Regions from separate parts of the Hordeum vulgare genome. Here region 1 is linked to region 2. The links are chromatin contacts, called in public Hi-C maps. All regions are on one chromosome and are shown on one strand. Each heading gives the region's core, a stretch centred on a gene start, on an enhancer-like site or on the middle of the called end of the contact. The rest is flanking DNA. Distances are from core to core; before and after follow the strand shown.

Region 1 (4,760 bases), core at 1,303-3,802, 250 kb before region 2:
CGCCGTGAAGGTCGCCGCCGGTGTGGGAATAGAGTTGAGGCAGATTTATTTGCCCGGACGCCGCTCCCACCACCCCAACGGCGTCCCAAGAAAACACTAGACTAACCTTAACAACAAGCCGGTGTCACAGCGCCGTGGTCCCCACCTCCTCACGTCGCCGGAGTGGGCAACGGAGGAGGCAGGGACCGGTGGCGGCCGGTGTCGCTGGGGCAATTCCTGGCGATCGCCTTCTTAGCGGGATTGTGTGTGTAGATATTTGTTTTGTCATGTCGACAAGGACATGTATCTATGTCATACAAAACAATAAAAAGCAAAGCCAGTCTAGGCAAACATCAAAGGAACAAACTAACACATGTTCAAGTAATCAGTTGGCAAAGAGGCCTTACATATGTTTATGTTTCTCATGTAACTAGCAATTATGATTATATAAAAATTTCTATTCTTTATCTTATGATTTTATTGGCTTGAGTTCCGCAGCAACGCGCCGGGCATCATCTAGTTACCATTGTTTTGTTTCCCGCAAATCCCATTTTCTCGTAGCTTTTGTGTTGCTAACTATTGCCTTACTAAAATTAAAATCCAACTAACAAAGAATAAAAGCGACACTAGAATTTCGCAAGATGTATGTGAGTATAATTTCTTTGCACATACAATAACTTTTCTCTAAATTATCTTTTTACAATATTCAAAGATTTAACAAAGGCCACTACTACGAATCAGCCAGATGATTTCTTGAAAGAATCCTCCGTCTAGACAGCCGTTTGATCTGCCTGCTAGTGGCCGTTGGATTACAGCAACGCCACGGCATCAGTAGACGTGCGACTGCTTCAGTGCAACAACGTGTACCCAACTCCACTGTAACTTTTCTTGCGCACCGTTGTCATCCAGCAAAGCTCCAACGCAACACCGATGACGTCCAGTGAACCTCCATTGCAGCAGTGGCGGAGCTCCATCGAAGCACCGGAGCATCCGACGAAGCTCCATTGCAGCTTCGACGGAGCTCCAACGCAGCACCCACACATCCGGCGAAGCTCCATTACAGCTTCAGCAGAGCTCCGACGCAGCACCGACGCGTCCGACGAAGCTCCATTTCAGCCCCGACAAAGCTCCAACGCATCACCGGCGTGTCCCGACGAACCTTCATTGTTGCGTCGGCTATTCTTCCGACGGCCCGGCGTTGCTCCCAACAGCTTCAAGGCAGCATCGCCGGAGTTGCAGCATTCTCGTTGGCCACTCTCTACATTCACCGTCCCAGCACCGCGCGCTCCATTGCATTTCCGTGCGGGCGCTCCACCTTGCAGCACGGGCGGGTTAGCCCCCCTCCCCCTCTTTAGCGACAAGCCAGCAGCTGGCCGTCTGTAGTCCGGCGCCCTCATCCACCTGAGACGGGTCTCAGAGCAGCAGCTGTAGCGGCAAAGAAAGCAGAAGCATGGCCATGGTGAGGAGCAGTGGTAGAGAGTCGCGATGGAGATGAAAGGGATCTGAAGAAAAGAGATAAGGAGTGGGTGCTTTCACGTGTGTGGCTGAAAATAAGGATGGGAATTCACGAATGGTGGGTAGGTTTAGTGAACACGTGGCGAGCAAAGCAAACGGTTTAAGGAGGCGTGAAATCAGCCGGTTGAATCTAACATTTTTTCTTTAATAAATTATTAAACTGATTATATAAAATTAGTGAAATGATTTTCATATAGTAATTTTGAGGGGCTTTTATATATAAAAAGACAAATTCATGTTTTGTAGAGTACCGGGCTTCAGTATGCGGTTCAATGATCCCACATCGACCAATTAAACCGCTATCTACCGGGCTTCGGTGTGCGGCCCAATGAGCCCACATCGACCAATGTACCATCAAGCCGAAAAGAAAAAACGCCGTTGCGTACCATCAAGCCGAAAAGAAAAAACGCCGTTGCCGGGGATCGAACCCGGGTCACCCGCGTGACAGGCGGGAATACTCACCACTATACTACAACGACTGATCAATACCTACCCGGTGTTTTTTCATGTACTTCACTGCACTGCAAATAACATACGTACTACCATGCCAGTCGCGACCAGCTGTAGGCCTATAGCAGTGTCTCCATGAATGGCATGGCATGCCCCGGACGCTCAAGAGTCAAGAGTGAGCCTCATGGCGGCCGGCCATGCACGGTCGACTGTGCCTCCATCGACAACGGAAATGCAAAACCTACGGCCGGGAAGATATCTACAGACTTGGAGCACGGACCACGGACCACCTATCCCCGACTCCCGTAGCTGTTTCGCAGGGATTTCTCGTATCTTCCGCGGATGTACGTGGTAGGCGCGTTCCAAGAGCCAAAGCGGAAACCCACGTGCAGGGCGCCTATTCATTATTCAAACGCAAGCGATGGCCGCGGCTCCTCTCCTCGTCCTCGATCGCCACCAGCACCAGCACCAGCACCACATTCCTTCCTTGCTCCCTTCCCGCCCCCCGATAACCCCCTCCTCCCCGCTTCGGATCTCACCACCACCAGTCCACCACCACGTACTGCGCTCCATTCCAACCCCAACCCCAACCCCAGTCGCCCGATCGATGACGCAGACCCCGGGCGCCCACGCCGGCGCGGCCCCGCCGGCGCCGCCTACCCCCGCCGAGGGCGCCGGGCTGTCCGAGGCCATCGCGGCCGCGCTGCCGCCGGACCCGTACGACCAGCTGGAGGTGGCCCGCAAGATCACCGCCGCGGCCGTGGCCGCGCGCGCCTCCCGCCTCGAGCACGAGGCCGCGCGCCTCCGCCAGAAGCTGGCCGACAAGGACCGCCTCGCCGCCGAGCTCGCCGACAGGGCCGACGCGCTCGACCAGGCCCTCCGCGACGCCGACGCCCGCCTCCGCACCGTTCTCCAAGACAACGTACGTAAACCTCGGTCGCCTCGCCGCTAATTCGGTTTCGCTGGTGCTGAGGTTTTTTGTCCTTGCTCTTGTTGTTGCCTGCCGCCAAGGCTAAGCTGGTGAAGGAGAGGGACTCGCTCGTCCAGACGTCCAGGAAGCTGGCCAGGGACCTCGCCAAGGTGACGCCATCTGTGATCTGCGGTCGCACGGCTCTTCTCCTCGCAGCATTCATTAGTAACTTTTCTGGTGGCTTTCCACTTGCAGCTGGAGACATTCAAGAGGCACCTGATGCAGTCACTAGGCGATGATAATTCTTCAGTAAGCTCCTCTCTCTGATCCTCTGTATGCATAATGCATTGCTAATACGAGTATTACTCATGAATCATCACGTGTCTCGTGCTCTGCAGAGCCAGGAAACAGTGGACATCAGAACCTGCGAGCAATCGGTCGCCAAAGCAAGTTCCTGGAGAGGTATATATACATATACATGATCGCTGCCCTTCCTCTTGGACAATTTTCATCCCTAGCTAGCAGCTCATTGTGTTTCATTCCATCTGTGCTAATAATTCTTCTGGCGGCATCCCCGAAGACGCATCGGCGAGCAATAATCCTGCTGCTCCTGCATCATCCACCACCCGAGCCGCCGACGGATCATCCGAAGCCGAAAGCGTAAACCAGGAAGGTATGCAACGATCAACAACATTTCTACTAATATACGTACCTATCTGTAGCACAACGACAGAGTTCTCAACAGCCCTACGGTGCTTCTTTCCCGTGCACGTTGACAGTGGCAAGGCCGTTCGAGCAGAAACTCACCATCACGCACATGACTCCGCGCCTCATCGCCGACCCTGCGCCGAAGCAGAGGTCCTCCTCCGCCGCCTCCGCCAGGAGATACTCCACTGCCGTGTCCCCGAAGCTGACGTCCCGCGCCTCCTCCCCTAGACGGTACTCCACGGCCGTGTCGCCGAAGCTGTCCTCCGGCAGCAGCGGCGCCGGCACCGCCACTTCCCCGCGGCTCGAAGGCCACATGGCCATGTCGGCGTGGCTCCCGTCGAGCAAGATGTCCTCTGCGGCCAACTCGCCCCCTCGTGGGCACTCAGTCTCAGGTAGAGGTAGAACGAAGGTTCTCGATCCCATCTTTGTTCCACACAAGAGTTCGTCGGCATTCATGTGGAGATTGTTCTTCATTTTCTGCGCGCTCTGTTTTTTTTTTTTTCAGGGCGCACGACGAGGATAGATGGCAAGGAGTTCTTCCGTCAAGCAAGGTACCACTCGCTACCTCTCGTTTTGTTTTGACAGAAAAAACATGGCATGGCATCAACTTATTTGATATTTCCCTCCTTGTTTTCTTCATCCTCAGGAGCCGTCTGTCCTACGAACAGTTTGCTGCTTTCCTCGCCAACATCAAGGAGCTCAACGCTCACCGGCAATCCCAAGAGGTAACTGGGAACGCTTTCCAGCTCGATCCGTGGTTTCTTTCGGATTCAGATCTTGAGGTATAGTACAATATTGCTGTGGTGTTGGTGCAGGAGACGCTCGACAAGGCGGACCAGATCTTCGGCGCAGAGAACAAGGACCTCTTCGTCTCGTTTCAGGGCCTGCTTAGCCGTAGCCTCACGTAACACACACAAACACACACCTGTTGCCGCAATTTATACCACAGCAGAGTATTATTATGTGCACTTTATCACAAAAGAAAAGAATAATCACCATTTCAATATCACACGAAGAACTGCTCCTGTCAGATATAGATTATAGACCCTGGAGCAGGTTGTGTTTTACGCTCCTTATTGTAATCGAGGCGATTTTGCGCGATAAATAGAAAACAGATCAAAGGGGGTAACACATGGTAGTGATCACAAACGGTGAGCTACAGAGCTGCACACCAAGATTGAACAGGGTTTACTTGCAA
Region 2 (4,956 bases), core at 407-2,906:
CTGCAAATATATGTCAGCATGAAGATTAATGAAGAGAAGATAGATCAAACATAGTTATCGATTAGCACTTCACCGAAAGAAGTCTGCAAAATGCATCCATTATAGTTAAGAAATAACTCACCCTTTACTCTTTGATGACATGCCCATCCTTCTACACATAGAATGGACTGCGGCCCGTTCTTGATTGGTAAGACCAGGTTCGAATGTGTACTCTGCAAATTAAAAATGTGTAGCTTCTCTGCTCAGAGTATAACACAGAAAAGAATACCATGAATGCTTCAATGAAGGACAATACAATAAAATAAACAGAAGATACCAGTGGTAGAGGTGGCAAATAATACAATTAAGGAGATCCATAACAGAAAATATGGGGGGGCTGTGATAAAACTGAAATGGGGTCCAGAACATGAAATGAAAATCAGAACACATGGTAGTCATAACATATCATAAGCTTGGCATGCACACCTTGGTGTAGCAATAAGGTAGCGAGCAACGGCTCTACAGATGATTAAAAGAAGATCGTGAAGACCATTTAAGCTTCTGCAACTACCTTATGAAAGCATAACCCCGACTTATATATTTACAACCAACTAATATCAAACCCTGTTACCCAGTTAGGCAATTTTATGTTACCAGCCTAGTAGTGGGCATAGATTTTCAACAATAATCTGGAATGTTTCTCAAAAGAAAAAAAGATGGGACACTGCAAATCAACGAAAAAACACTACCAGGTTCCTTTTTAAGTCAATGATGTCACCACGTGACCTATGAGAGGCTATTTTTGCTAGAAAACAGACTAACTTATCTAGAAGGAAACTGTAAAACTAGTATTGCTACAAATAGCACATGTAGTGGCAACAAAGAAGACTGATTGAGCATTCACCTTCCTTATGACCGATTAACCACAGTCAGGATAGGCACTGTGGCAGCATTAAACAGTTTAATGCTGCCACACTCTGGACCAGCAGTGAAGCTAGAAACGCTGGTGACATTGGCCATCAAGTACACCACAGAGCTAGCAAAACAAGTCGAAGCAACGGGCGCGCAACAAAAGAAGGACGAGTGCCCAGAATAACGGCTGCGGAACTAGATTGGCGATACTATGATAAGATGAGCAGCCCCCAATCATAAGCTCGAAGGGCTTGAAACCCTAGCCCCCACTGGCCACGGAGCGTGCCGTATCCGCAGCGCACAACGGAATCGCACCGAAACAAGGAGAGAGCACGCTAGGCGCCTACAGGAACGGGAACGTCCAATGCGACGGGAAGGCGAATGGCGCGAACCGTGGGCGTCGGAGGCGCGGAAGTCCTCAAGCACCGTCGTGATGCGGACCCTCGTCTCCTCGCTCATGGCGGCCAGGGCGCTGGCGGTGAGCTTATCCTTGGGCCCCTTTCGCCCCATCCCGTCGTCGCGGAGCGGGGACGGGGGCGGCGCGGCGGCTGCGTTCGGTGGGGCGGCGGCGCGGCGGCCGGTTCGGGTCCCGCTCTGGCGGCTTCCCGCTGCGGTCGCTTTGCCCTTTGTGTGCTGCTGGGGTGGACCGGGGGGAAACCTTCTAGGGCAACGTGGTGGCGGTGCGATTTGTGCGAGGGGCGGGCGGTGCTGGTGCAGGCTTGGAGTTTGATGGACCGATATGTGGGCCATTCTTGCCGATGAGGACCGGGCCGCGGTGGGTAGAGGTCTGAGGCGGGCCACGTGCCCGGGTTGTTCAAAGGCTTTCAAGCAGCCATTGCTGCCAGGCCCCAACTGCTTACGTTCTCATGGAAGCGGCGGAGATCTTTACAAGCAACTACGAGTACCTCCCCTCAGGTGGAGAAAAACTGCGAGTACACAAAGGCCGTAAAAAAAAAAAAACTGCGAGTATAACAGGAGAATATTCGCGTGGGACCTGTGGTGCCGTGTTACCGCCGAGTGAGTTGAAGAGGTTGAACTTCTTCCGTTCTGTTGATGAATCCCTTCCGAATTTTAAGTCAAATTTCAATCTTAAATGGTGGCTGCTACGAATCAGCCTATTGATCCTAAGAAAACATCTTTCTGCCTAGCCGTCTGATTAGGCGCATGCATGACGTTCGGTCAGACCAAACGACCGAACGTAGCTGTCTTCTTCCTCCTTTCTCCCGTATCCACCACGCTGCAAAAGAAAAGATAACAACATCATCGTGACCCCAGCGGAGCTCCATTGCAACCTCCGACCCGATGGCGCAGCGAAGCTCCATTGCAATCCTCGGCGACGAGACCTGACGATGCTAGCGAAGCTACAACGCAACACCGACGACATCGATGAAGCTCCACTTCAACCCCAGCAACGAGACAAAAGCTGCAACGCAGCACCTACGGCGTCAACAAATCTCCATTGTAGCACCAACGGGGGCCTATGCAGCACTGGTGAAGCTCCATTGCAGCCTAACGACCCCGCGAGCGTCGACAAGGCTCCATTGCAGCCCCGATGATGCTTTAGCACAAAGCCGGTGAGCCCGCTGGCTGCAGCACCGTCACTTGCTAGAAGCACAAGGCTGAGTGTGCCGCCTCCGTCGCGACAATGCCCGCGCGCCCTATTGAAGAGTCGTTTGCAGACCGTCGGCACGCAGCACGTGGCTCCTTCCATGTGTTGCTTTGAAGTAGGTGTCACCGACGAGGACGCTCCATTGCTCGCGACGACGATGGATGTGACATAGCTATTGGCGCGGTAACCAGTTTTGTAGCGGCACCGCTCCTGCAAAGAGCAAGTTGTGCGACGAGTGCAGTGGCGGCAGCACACCCTCATGGCATGGTGTCGGGGTTGGGGCAACAGCGGTGATGGTTTGGTGGCATGGACTAATGTCGGCGAGCGATGTGTGGAGGAAGCGAGCAGAGCAGAGGAAAGAAGGAAAGAGGAAAAGCAGCTCACGCGAGGAAAATCTGTGAACGGGCTTCACGGGGAAGAGATAAGGGATGGTTGAGGACAACGGTGGGCAGACCCACACGGGACACGCGCCGCCTTGCGGAGGCGGTTGACGCGAGGGGAATTTCATCCAATTTAAAACAATCATTTTCCATCTAAAAATTGACTAGTAAATTATGAGTTACTGCCTTTGTTTCAAAATAACGGAAGTCCTAGCATTATCCTAAGTCAAACTTCATTTGTAGGTGGGAGGTTGTGTTGGGGAACGTGGTACGGGAAACAGAAAATTTCCTACGCACACGCAATACCTATCATGGTGATGTCCATCTACGAGAGGGGATTTCTGATCTACGTACCCTTGTAGATCGCACAGCAGGAAGCATTAGAAACGCGGTTGATGTAGTGGAACGTCCTCACGTCCCTCGATCCGTCCCGCGAACCGTCCCACGAACCGTCTCGCGATCCGTCCCACGATCCGCTCCGATCTAGTGCCGAACGGACGACACGTACAGCGCGACGATGATCTCGGCCTTCTTGATCCAGCAAGAGAGACGGAGAGGTGGATGAGTTCTCCGACAGCGTGATGGCGCTCCGAAGGTTGGTGGTGATCTATCCCAGCAGGGCTTCGCCCGAGCTCCGCATAAATACGATCTAGAGGAAAAATCGTGGAGGTATGTGGTCGGGCTGCCATGGCAAAGTTGTCTCAAATCAGCCCTAATACCTCAGTATATATAGGAGGGAGGGGGGGCCTTGCCTTGTGGCTCAAGGGAGCCCCAAGGGGTCGGACGAATCAAGGGGAGGAGTCCTCCTCCTCCAATCCTAGTCCAACTAGGATTGGAAGGTGGAGTCCTTCTCCACCTTTCCACTTCCCTTTTTTTCTTTTTTTTCTTCGATTCGTGCGCGTAGGGCCTCTTGGGCTATCCCACCAGCCCACTAAGGGTTGGTGCGGCACCCCTAAGGCCTATGGGCTTCCACCGGGTGGGCTGCCCCCCCCCCCCGGTGAACATCCAGAACCCATTCGTCACTCCCCGTACATTCCCGGTAATGTCAGAAAACTTTCCGGTAATCAAATGAGGTCGTCCTATATATCAATCTTCGTTTCCGGACCATTCCGGGAACCCTCGTGACGTCTGTGGTCTCATCCGGGACTCCGAACAACATTCGGTAACCAACCATATAACTCAAATACGCATAAAACATCGCCGAACCTTAAGTGTGCAGACCATGCGGGTTCGAGAACTATGTAGACATGACCCGAGGGACTCCTCGGTCAATATCCAATAGCGGGACCTGGATGCCCATATTGGATCCTACATATTCTACGAAGATCTTATCAATTGAACCTCAGTGCCAAGGATTCATATAATCCCGTATGTCATTCCCTTTGTCCTTCGGTATGTTACTTGCCCGAGATTCGATCGTCAGTATCCGCATACCTATTTCAATCTCGTTTACCGGCAAGTCTCTTTACTCGTTCTGTAATACAATATCACATGACTTACACTAAGTCACATTGCTTGCAAGGCTTGTGTGTGATGTTGTATTACCGAGTGGGCCCCGAGATACCTCTCCGTCACACGGAGTGACAAATCCCAGTCTTGATCCATACTAACTCAACGGACACCTTCGGAGATACGTGTAGAGCATCTTTATAGTCATCCAGTTACGCTGTGACGTTTGATACACACAAGGCATTCCTACGGTGCCAATGATGTGATCCAGTTATCAAGCAACAACACCTTGTACATAGTCACAAGACCTTGATTATCCTTGATCAAGTGGCTAGCCAACTAGAGGCTTGCTAGGGACAGTGTTTTGTCTATGTATCCACACATGTATATAAGTCTTCATTCAATACAATTATAGCATGGATAATAAACGATTATCTTAATACAGGAATTATAATAATAACTTATTTATCATTGCCTCTAGGGCATAATTCCAACAGTCTCCCACTTGCACTAGAGTCAATAATCTAGTCCTCACATCGTCATGCGAATTACATTGTAATAAATCTAACACCCATACAGTTCTGGTGTTGATCATGCTTTGCCCGTGGAAGAGGTTTAGTCAGCGGG

The links. Hi-C and Micro-C count contacts between places; a contact is called where the count stands out from the background.
Region 1: a Hi-C map of leaf shows a contact between it and region 2, with 2.2 times the contacts expected there. The contact joins the promoter of LOC123441929 here to the promoter of LOC123444507 in region 2. A contact is called at or near these places in 2 of 6 Hi-C or Micro-C datasets (leaf and seedling).

The regions. Positions count from the first base shown.
Region 1 is chr3H:501,317,654-501,322,413 of MorexV3_pseudomolecules_assembly, reverse strand. It overlaps LOC123441929, which reads left to right and starts at 2,552. Exons shown (of 9, transcript XM_045118096.1): 1 at 2,552-2,866; 2 at 2,956-3,024; 3 at 3,110-3,163; 4 at 3,253-3,316; 5 at 3,435-3,527; 6 at 3,634-3,954; 7 at 4,068-4,113; 8 at 4,209-4,287; 9 at 4,378-4,760. The coding sequence starts at 2,552. The coding sequence ends at 4,470. It overlaps TRNAD-GUC (a tRNA gene), which reads right to left and starts at 1,973; the gene lies at 1,902-1,973.
Region 2 is chr3H:501,061,935-501,066,890 of MorexV3_pseudomolecules_assembly, reverse strand. LOC123444507 (DExH-box ATP-dependent RNA helicase DExH6-like) reads right to left here and starts at 1,656. Exons shown (of 15, transcript XM_045121237.1): 1 at 1,284-1,656; 2 at 122-212. The coding sequence starts at 1,641.